Regions from separate parts of the Danio rerio genome. Here region 1 is linked to region 2. The links are chromatin contacts, called in public Hi-C maps. All regions are on one chromosome and are shown on one strand. The core of a region is the stretch at or near the end of the contact, and the rest is flanking DNA. Distances in the headings are between cores, read along the strand shown.

The links. Hi-C and Micro-C count contacts between places; a contact is called where the count stands out from the background.
Region 1: a Hi-C map of embryo shows a contact between it and region 2, with 1.9 times the contacts expected there. The contact joins the enhancer-like site here to the promoter of ifrd1 in region 2. A contact is called at or near these places in 4 of 18 Hi-C or Micro-C datasets (caudal fin, embryo, hematopoietic stem cells and 1 more) and 1 of 4 datasets of contacts at active chromatin or transcription factors (caudal fin).

The regions. Positions count from the first base shown.
Region 1 is chr4:7,418,406-7,424,117 of GRCz12tu, reverse strand. dock4b (dedicator of cytokinesis 4b) reads right to left here. Exons shown (of 52, transcript NM_001166228.1): 24 at 5,456-5,583; 25 at 2,733-2,867. Among named protein-coding and RNA genes, the nearest start is that of dock4b, 71 kb to the right of the region's middle. Within about 2 kb of position 2,802, at least 4 of the 62 cell types and tissues checked have an H3K27ac peak or open chromatin away from gene starts, as enhancers often do.
Region 2 is chr4:7,285,770-7,291,574 of GRCz12tu, reverse strand. ifrd1 (interferon-related developmental regulator 1) reads left to right here and starts at 2,512. Exons shown (of 12, transcript NM_001076555.1): 1 at 2,512-2,697; 2 at 5,436-5,540. The coding sequence starts at 2,667. It also overlaps a transcript of dock4b not described here.

The DNA.
Region 1 (5,712 bases), core at 1,553-4,052, 130 kb before region 2:
TAAAATGCAAGCAGTTGTTATTTCAATGTATTATTTATTTCAACTTGTGCTATTTGATAAGCTTTTTATTTCAATACATTTGGCATTGATTTTGTTCTATATTAGTAATTATTAGTGTTGACTAGTGTTTTCTGCATCATCCTATTCTGCATTTCTGATGTAATACCTACCTAAACCTTAATACCTATTAATAAGCGGCAAATTAGGAGATGATTGAAATAAATGTCAGCACATGGTTTATTAATAGCAAGAACTACAGCTTAAAATAAAGTGTGACCAAAATGAAAACTATTGACATCATTTTACAGAAGCATCATAACACATTCAGCCATCAGTTTGCACTTTTATACATTTTCCCAATTTTCCCAAAAATCTCAGAGATGCAATGTCAGACACAATGGAGTCATGCATGGAATGCACTCAATGGAGCTAGTGATGTCACTTTGAGGGGTAGGGTTGGGCATTAAAAAGCATTGCATGCAGCTCAGATTGCATTTCAGATTTATTTATTTATTTATTTATTTATTTATTTATTTATTTATTTATTTATTTATTTATTTATTTATTTATTTATTTAAGACATGTAATAACCACCATTAACACTTCCTTATGTGTTAATCCACTTTCTTATGTGGATTTGAATGGGTGAACTATAAAAAATTTAATTACGTAGTATAAAGTAACTCATATATTTAAACAAGACATTAAAAGACAAGATAAAATAAATATCGAATAATTTGAACACTTTTTAGATATTTTCAGTATAAATTTCCCTAAAAAATACAAAGCAGATTTAATGTGGCTTTAGCAATAAACGGCTCATATAAATTCATTACACACAACCTGTCTGTACTATGGGGAAAAATCCACATTAAACATAAAAGTCTGTGTGAACATGGATGAATAAATTGGAGTAAGGTTTGCATTGGGAATCAGTCAAATCTGCTGCTGCTGGAGAGACTTTGATGTAGAAAAAACCCTGTGCTTTCTTCACCCTGAGGGCTGCTTTCTGATGCTCCATCTCGGCACGCTTCATCCTCACGTTTATTCTTTCTAAACATTTGTTTTTCAAGCCATTGCATTCATTATTATCCATGTTGAAAACAGCTGTGCTTTTCAGGATTTTTTGAACAGACAAAAAAAAAAAAATCAATAAATCAAACGAGCAGTCTTTATTTTGAAACAGAAACCTTTGATAACATTAGAAATGTCTTTACACTATGATGATTATAAACATTAATGTTTTGTACAGCCAAATTCATCCTAGATGAACAAAAATATCAGTAAGTTCTTTTAAAATGATTTTTAATGAAATTAATAACTAATAATAAAAATAAAATTACTAATTTACCAATGTTGAAAACAATTATGCTGCTTATTATTTGTCATTTATTATTATCATTTATTACTATCAGCATTGAAAACAGCTGTTTTACCAGATTTTTTTAAACTAAAAAAAAATTTAAAGATTTTTTTTTTTATTTGAAATAGAATTTGTTTGTAGCATTAAAAGCGTCTTTACATACTAGATTAGTAGATTAACAAAAACATTAGTAGTTCCTTTTTTTTATTCCCCACCATTTTCTATTGTTTATTTTTTTTTTTATTTGTAATAAAATGATTAATACAATTATTAATTCATAATAAAAAATACAATTACTAATTTTGAAAACAATGACACTGCTAAACATCTTCTGTGATGAATGTTTTTTCAGTTTTGATGCACTTAATAATTAATAAAATTACTAATGTTGAAAACAATTTTGCTGCATAATATTTCTTTTCTTTAGTCTCTATTTCCACCTGGGGATACTCATCCCGAGAACCCTACAGACTATGCATTCTATTGATGTGATCCAAGAGCTGTGATGAGATGATCACAAGGTATCCATAATCCTGGACCAGGCCGTATCCCAAGCTGATGCTGTGGTGGTCATGGAGGAATGAAGTGCATGAGACTGATTGATGATGGACCACAGTACAAACAAGTCACCGCATTGATCCTGTGGGCCAGCCTGAACACCCGCCGGCGCTCTACTGTAGTTCTCCACAATGGACGTCCAGCTTCTCCAACCTCCAGCACCTATTGTAGACTGCAGCTTCACACAGACAGCTTGGCCAGAAGAATAATGGTCGTGCCCAACAGAGCCTGGTTTCTCTCTAGGTTTTTTTTTTTCTTTACTTTTGTCTATTGGGGACATTTTTTTCCTTGCCATTGTCATCACTGGCTTGCTCAGATCCGGACTTGTGGAGCTGCGCTTCGGTGGATTTGCTCTTCAGTGTTTGAACTATCAGCAGTGAAATTTAAACTACACTGGACTGAAACAAACTGAACTTCAACTATGAAATCTGGACTTAACCAGAACTTCTATGTTAAGCTGCTTTGACACAATCTCCATTGTAAAAAGTGCTATAGAAATAAACCAGAGTTAAATGTTATAGTTTTATTTTATTAATTGAAAGTAAACATTTATTTTACACTATTTTAAATGTCTTTACTATGCCTTAAATGCCTTAAACTAATTAATCCTGGCTGATCTAAAATATTATATTTTTTCTCTGAGCTGAAAAACTTCTTTGTAACCTCAGTTTCTAGAATATATGCATTGTTAATTAACAAATTTTGAAAACTGCAGAATATTATTTTGCAGAAACAACAGGTCATTCAATTCTAGGAGTCTTTATGTTTGATGTGTGCTGAACAGCAGTATTCACTTTGATTAATGCCATACCGTAACATCTTGAACTTGTGGCCGTAGCGTCGGCCCTGCAGGTTGTGGCCTGTTAGCGACTTCCAGTATAGTCCGCAGTAAAACAGCCAAAACACTCTCCACGATCAGATCCACCTCTTCAGATGAACTGGAATCCTACACACAGAAGCACACAGAAACACACACAGCAGAGGTCAGTGGTGATTTTCTGACAGGTTGTTAATGGCAGAAAGGGTAAGACGGTCATGAAAGGTTCAGCTGTCGTTTCAGCTTATACAAATGCAGGAAGACACACATACGCGCACATGCACACATCGCCTTTATCTTCAAGGTCAGGCTGAACGTCTGCATTTAGACCAGAATCAGCATTTTCACATCCCAGTTTTTCCGCTGCTCTCCTTCAAAGCAGAAGTCAACACTGATGGGAGATGTGCAAAACTTCTGAATGACATGTCTGTCTACTGGAAGCTGTCTGTGGTTACTCACGTTCAGGCTTGTGTGCTGGTGAATTGTGCTGATTTTGAAGAAATTTATGCTAAATAATCTTTTATTCTATCAATCTACCATAGCGTGTGTAAATAGACATCAATGGAAAAACCTAAGCACTGCACATTTGCTACAGTGGTTTGAAGAGTATGCATTTAAACATCCTGTAGTTGATTTTAGTTTCTTATTTGGTTATTATAGTGAACAAAATCCTCCTTTAACTGCCTGTACAATAAGTATGCATGCATAAATCTAGACTGATAATGCTGTAGAAATATTTTTAATATTTAATAATACTAATGTGGGTAATCTTAAAAACAAAGACTTCAAAAATGTTAAATATTTAGCAAAAATGTCTATAAAATTCACATTGAAATAAATTCACAAACAAATATAAATGTATATAATATTTTGTGATATTTATTTAGCAATAATGTCAATATAATTCACATTAAAACATATATACAAACACATATATAAATGTATAATGTTGTATAATGTATTTTGTCGATTAATTGTATTTATCAAATGCAAAAAAACAACCAGTAACTGTACTGCCATTTGCATAAACAACATCAGTCTTAATAGTCAAGCCAAACTGATTTACTTAAAGGTCTAGTTTGCCCAAGAATTAAGATTCTGTCATCATTTACTCATCCTTATCTTCTAAACCTATTTGAGTTTCTTTCTTTTGTTGAAGACAGAAGAAGAGACTATGAAGAAAGCTGGAAACCTGTAACCATCGACTCTCATAGTATTTGTTTCAATGAAAGTCAATGGTTACAGGTTTTCAGCATTCTTCAAAATATCTTCTTTAGTAAGAATCTAACTAAGGATCTGAGAAATCTTTTTGCAAACTTATGTGTGTGATGTTTCAAGAAAGCAACCATTCATTCATGTTGTGTTTTAGTTTCATTTGCTTATATTCATTTATTCTTCATTTAATTATTTTATTTATTCATATGATCATTAGTCATTTATATAATTATCATTATATCATTTTAGTGATCATTAGTTAATGATTTGATTATTATTTGTCATTTTATTATGGTTTTTTTTTTATATTTTATAATTAATGTTTTTTAGGGGTGTGACGAGACGGTTACTCCACGAGATTGGGTTCACAAGAATGACACGAGATGAGAATTTTACACTATTTTTAAGAAATTGTCTTTTATTCAACTGGGAAAAAGGGATCTATTTAGGGATTTTTTTTTAAAATCAACTTTCAGTTAATGTTTTTACTTCTATTTGAATGAATTCTATGGAGTAAAGAGCATGCAAACACTGCATAATATTTTCCTAATAGCCGATGTGAATGGAAAGTAGTTTATTATTCATTTTAAACATTAACAAAACATATGCTAATATATAAACGGAAAATAGATTTTAATTTAACTGGAAAAAAACAACTGCAAAACAATTTAGGTGCTTTAAAAATAAAAAGAAGAAGTCGAATGGTATTTTACTTCTATTTAAATGCTAATTTCACCCTCATGCTCCATTATAAAGTCACAACTCATGAAAGAACTTTTCAACTCCACGACAAATCTTGGCGCGATTCAATCTCACGAGTTCTTGTCATACGAAATCTTCTCTACTATATTCATATAGTTATCTCTTTATTATTGTTTCCATTTTTCCATATTGTTATAATCTTATGATTGTGGATTCATGCGGCTCTTGTTTTTATGAGTAACAGATAAGAGTATGTCCCCATTTCAAGTTCTGTATTGTCTCTGGACAATGTTGTGAAGCAGTAATTTTCCATTGTTGTTGCTTGTGGTATATTAACACTTGTTGGATTTATCGTGGTCAGTCAAAGTCTCCTGCTTCTGCTCCTCTCTGTTTTTTTCAGTCAAATCCTACATTGATAGGAGACCGTTAATTCAGTTGAATATTGGTTAACAGGTTTGGATATTAGAAAATTTGCTGACTTGTTGTCCATATCCTAGAAAAAACAGATATTTTCTGACAAGATCTGGCATTTGGGGCTGGATCGTATTTATCTGGCGTGGAGTTGGTGGTCTAACAGTGTTCATCAAAAGCAAGAAACTCATAAAGGTCTATAACCATTTGAGGAGAGTCGATAATGAGTAAAAACTATCCCTTTAAAAGTATAACATCTGAAGTTCAGTTTCGGTCCAGACTAGAACAAAATACTGCATCAGAGTTCACTTTAACCAAACCAAACCAAACCAGAGGTGAATTAATCTATCAAGAATAAAAAAAACGTGTAAAAATGTGTATTTTCTTACCGTGTCGTCCTTTTTGAGAAGAGACAGCATGCAGGTGAGTATATGAGCACACATCACCAAATCTCTCTGCTCCTGCATGTGAGCCTGGAGCAAACGCAACACCACCGGCAGCAGGACACATCTGGAATCTGACAAAAACATTCAAGAAAACTCACTCTCAATAAGGCTGTCATCATCGTTATCTTCACTGTAGACTCTGTGATGTACAGAATATAGTTTCCAGGTGCAAACCTCTACTCAGCTGAGGAAACACTTTT
Region 2 (5,805 bases), core at 1,263-3,762:
TTGTTGCACATGGTTATCAGTGCAGCAGCTGGACTCGTGGCAATGCTGACACTTTGACCAGCTGCCTGGCTAAAACACTGTGTGCTACACATTTTCTATATCTGTATGCCCTTGTTAACTCTGCAGGGTTAAATAAAACAACTCTGATGCAAAAAATGTTTTTGCTATTATTTAATCTTAACTTCTACTCTAAATGCTTAAAATAGCCCAAACTGATTTGTAACAAGTCAAGGATGAGTAAATTATTTTTGGATTTGCACATTTTTCACTGTTTGTGTGAACTGCCCCTTCAAGGCAGATTGAATCAATCTGCATCAACGTGTGCGGGTTTGCTTGAACAAGCACATGTAAATATATTGCATTAACAGAGTTATTGATTAAAAAAATAAGGAACATTATTAATAATAACTCCTAATAAGCATGTAGCTCTTAAAATTATGAATACCAATAATTAATTTTGCAGATAGAAACACCACTAAACAAGATGGCCATTGCAAACCTGTATCTAAAACTCTTGCACTATTGTTTATTCATTTTCTTTTCGGTTTAGTCCCTTTATTAATTAGGGGTTGCCACAGTGGAATGAACCACCAACTTATCCAGCACATGTTTTACACAGCGGATGCCCTTCCAGCTGCAACCCATTACTGGGAAACATCCACACACACACCCATACACTACGGACAATTTAGCTAACCCAATTCACCTATACCGCATGTCTTTGGACTTGTGGGGGAAACCGGAGCATCCGGAGGAATCCTACACCAACACGGGGAGAACAACGGGGAGCCAACTGACCCAGCTAACATGATTGGACTTAAAAATGCAAGACAACCCTGTAATTTTTCTACAGTGTAGTATTTATTTTGCTCATGGTTTTATCGGACCAGGCTATGTGGCACTAGTTTTGCACGTTTAAAGGGATAGTTCACCCAAAACTGACATTTCTTTCATCATTTACTCCCCATTAAGTGATTTTAAACCTTTATAAGCGTCTTTCTTTCCTTAAACACAAAAGCAGGTATTTTGAAGAATGCTGAAATTGTGTAACCATTGACTTCCATTGTAAAAAACAAATATTATAAAAGTCAATGGCTACAGGTTTTCATCTATTTTTCTGGCATCATTTAGTCACTAGCAAATGGTTGCAAACCTTTATGGGCTTCCTTCTTCTGTTGAACACAAAATAAGACATTTTGAAGAATGCTGTAAATGTGTAACTATTGACTTCCATAGTAGAAAAAAAAACAAACAAATACTATAGAAGTCAACCTGGCTACAGGTTTTTAGCTATCTTCACAATAACTTCTACAATCAGAATTGTAATAATTTCTTTCATCATTTAGTCACCAGCAAATGGTTTCAAAGCTTTGAGTTTCTTCCTTCTTTTAAAAACAAAAGAAGATACTTTAAAGAATGCTGTAAATGTGTAACCATTGACTTCCATAGTATTAAAAACAAGTATAAAGGAAGTCAATGGCAACATGATTTCATTTATTTTTCTGTCATCATTTAGTCACCATCAAATGGTTTCAAACCCTTATGAGTTTCCACTGTTGAACACAAATATTTTGAAGAATGCTGAAAACGTGTAACGATTGACTTCCATAGCAGTATAAACAAACATTATAGAAGTCAATGGCTACAGGTTTTCAGCTCTCTTCACAATAACTCTGTATTCAGAATTGTAATAATTTCTGTCATCATTTAGTCACCAGAAAATGGTTTCAGACCTTTATGAGTTTCTTACTTCTTTTAAAAACAAAAGAAGATATTTTAAAGAATGATGAAAACGTGTAACCATTGACTTCTATAGCAGAAAAAACAAATACTGTGGAAGTCAGTGGCTTCAGGTTTTCATTTATCTTCACAATAACTTCTGCAATTAGAATTGCAATAATTTCTGGCATCATTTAATCACCAGAAAATGGGTCAAACCTCTATGAGTTTCTTCCTTTAAAAACAAAAGAAGATATTTTGAAGAATGATGAAAACCTGTAATCAAACTTTGCAATTTTTTTATTTAACTCTCAATTTATTAAACCCCCAAATGAAAAAAAAATGTTTATATTCTTTATTTCATTTCAGAGGATCTGTCATTTATTAGGCTACTGTGGCAATACAATAAAGTACTGTACCTTATCTAGCTATACATATACCTGAAACAAAGTAATGATACTTTAAGGCAAACACATTTTGACTTACGATGACTCATTTTGACTGCAACTGTATATAAAAGTAGGCACAGTTGACACACAATACTACATTAAAAACATTAATCCTTTACAGAGCAACGTGTACACATAGCAGCCGCAGGAGGACGTGACAGCAAAATCCATTACAAAGCCGGCGGAAGTGTGTCTTATGTGATGACGTCGACGCATCCCGTGTTGTGATTGGCCCTACTGTTTCCAGGTCCACGTGAAGCAACGCCTTTTTAAGCGCGTCATCAGCGGTCGTATAAAAGCGCTTCGCGGTAGCGCGCAGACACAGCCCTAGTTTGTGAGGGAAAATGTATCGCTCGCGCTCCAAGTCTAACACCGGAATCGCTTTTAATACTTTCCTTTTCACTGTGCCACTGGAATATACTCAAACGAAAAGACATTATAGTAAAAACTGGTCGTGTATTGGTTGATTTTAGGTGCGGATCTACTCATTTAAGCAAGATGCCACGGGCCAAGAAAAGGAGCGGCAAAGGTAGGTAGGATGGAATGTCTGGAAATGACCGGTTGTTTTTCGTGGCCTGCTTCGCGGAAGGGATTCTGGGATTTGTAGTTCTTTAACACGGCGCTCGCGCGATGAAATGGAAGGAAGGGAACTACAAGTCCCATGACAAGGCTACCCGTTTGTTTGACAGCCAGGAGTGTCTTTCTTTGATACAAACAAAAGAAAAATTCACAGCACGAGTCTTTGACAGGTGTAAATGTACATCTGCGCATCAAATTTTGGTGTTTGTTTTTAAAGGAATGCTTATTTTTAAATATTAGCGATTGTCCTACTAATGACGTTATTTAAACGACGAAAGTTACAGATTGTAATTAATTAATATATGTCATACTATACAATGTGAATAATAATAAAACAAAGCTATTTATCTTGTAATGTAAACGTTAGCTTTAAGATCAATAAATTATTTTATGATAAAGTATTTGATCTTTTGTGAAATTAACTACTTAAAATATAACATGTATATAATATAGTACTATATATAATATAGTATTATAATACGTGTGATCTTTATATTGTTTAATGTAAGTCAGTGTGTGTTTGAGGTTATTTGAGGCCACTAGCCTGCTTATATAACAGGCCTCTTTTAAGATCAGCTAGAGGACAGGAAGAAAGAAGCAGGGGCATAAAGCCCAAATATTTCAATATAAATAAGTTTGTACCTTGATATTGACTGTTCTCAGTCCATCTGCTCACTGGATCTGAGAAGGTTTTTGAGAAGAGACTTTGTTCTGGCACCCTGCTGTAGTCCTTCACACCATCCCACATGTTATCTGTATCTCTGCTGTGCTTTTCAATACCCAGTATTTACTTTAGTCTGGGAATCTTCACACAGCAGCTGTTTTGTTTGTATAATCTCGAAAATAGCAGTCATTGCATTCTCTGACCTTGCCAAACAGAGTTGGGGACACTTTGTACTTTCTGCAGATGACTGGCTTTTGCCGGGTGGTAACACGTGGCTGACACACACACACACACACACACACACACACACACACACACACACACACACACACACACACACACCCACACACTCATTAAAGGACTCAACAGTTCATTAGGGTCAAAGTGACATGTCAAAAATGACTGGCTGATATTAATTGTCAGACATGCTTCACTGTAAGTGTCATAATGAGGTTTGTCACCGTTTAAAGTATACTCATAAAATGAGATCATTTGTTTATTATATTGAAGTTCATTCAAAGTACACTATAAATATATAAATAAATGTATATTATTATTATTATATATAAATAAATATATTATTTATTTATATAAATAAATATATAAATAAATATTATTTTATTTATTTATTTTTGCTTGTTCAAACTCATTTAAAATGAGCTCAAACAACAATTCTTGAGATTTCATTGGGAAAATTTATTTTATGTTCAATCCACATAATTTGTTAATGTTAATTTAATCGATTTGTGTTGGGACAGCATGAATTAATTGTGTGGAACCCTGCATTTTTTAGCGTGTATGCTACTTTTGCATAACTTTTAGTGATATTTACATTTTATTAAGGCATTAATTTAGTTGGATGCTTTTAAATTGTTTTAAATAACCGTAAAGACAACAAGAACAATAATAATGTTACAAATATTTCTATATTAAAGTAAATACTGTTCTTTTGAAAGATTGTTTAATAATTTAAGTATAACAACTGTATCCAACATTGATAAGTAGTTAGCGACTGTATATTAAATTAAAATATTCTGCACATTAAAGTATTTTAATATTTCATAATAGACACAGAAACCTGGAATACTTGTATATTAAAATATAAGAGACTGACATTAATCAATTTAAGCCAGTGTAGGAATAAAATTATACAATAAATTCTGTAGTTTTGCCATTTTTAATGTTTCTAGTTCCTCTTTAATCCAGTAAAATGGTTATTGTTGGTAAAAATACAATCTTCCTGCTGTCATACTGTAGTTTCTACAGTACTCCATTAAAAGGCTGCTTATATAAACTGCTCTTTTGAACATTAAAACAAGAATTTTACCTCTGCACATCTCTATGGTTGTATATAAAACATATTTTTACCCCTTAAAAAGGGATTTAGCTTACTCTTTTATTTTTATATATATATATATATATATATATATATATATATATATATATATATATATATATATATATATATATATATATATACTAAATTAACAGCATATCCATGTTAGAGAACAAATGCTCAAAAATAACAAACTGATTTTGCTTCTCATAACACTTTTTACAATTCTGAAACCTAAAGTTATAAGGGAAAGAATGGCAAATGAGCTTTTATAATGGCTTTCATGATATTTTACTTGTTTTCTAGCAGGTTTCATCATTTGGTTAAGCTTTTGGCTATAGTGATGTGGACTAACTGTACCAAACTTACAGTAGGAAAACTCTAATGCATTGAGTAATGCAGTCTCTATTGTCAAGGTTATGTCTGACTGTAGTCTTCACCAGTGACAGCAAAAGAGATGACAAAAGCAGCGTAATCTGCTAAAATGTTGGCGACAGTCACTTTTGCAAATGGATCGCATTACCAAAAATGATTGAGGTCATATCCAAATATCACATAAGTCAATAGTATTATTGCAGCACGCCTAACTGGCTCATTTTCAGCATTGATCTGAATCTGTTCCAGTCTTGTACTGCAGCTTGGCAAGAAAGTTGTTATCGAAGTGTGAAACTGCTTTTTGTTTTTGCAGGTGGACAACAGGGAAATGTCCAACCGTTCAGTGATGAAGACGCATCAATCGAGACGCTCAGTCACTGCAGCAGCCTCAGTGAAAGAACCAGTGCTGCAGAGGAAGGTGGGTATATTACTGCTGCATGATATTAGAAAAAAAACCTGATATTACGGCATTTTATTTGTTTACTTATGTGTTGATTTTGAGTAGAAAATGTTTTTATTTAAATTTATATATTAATTTTTTTCTATTTATTTTTCTATTTATTTATTTATCATTTTATTTATTTATTAATTGCTTTATTTTGTTTATTCTACATTATTATTATTATTATTATTATTATTATTATTATTATTATTATAAATATATAAATAGCTATATTTGAAAA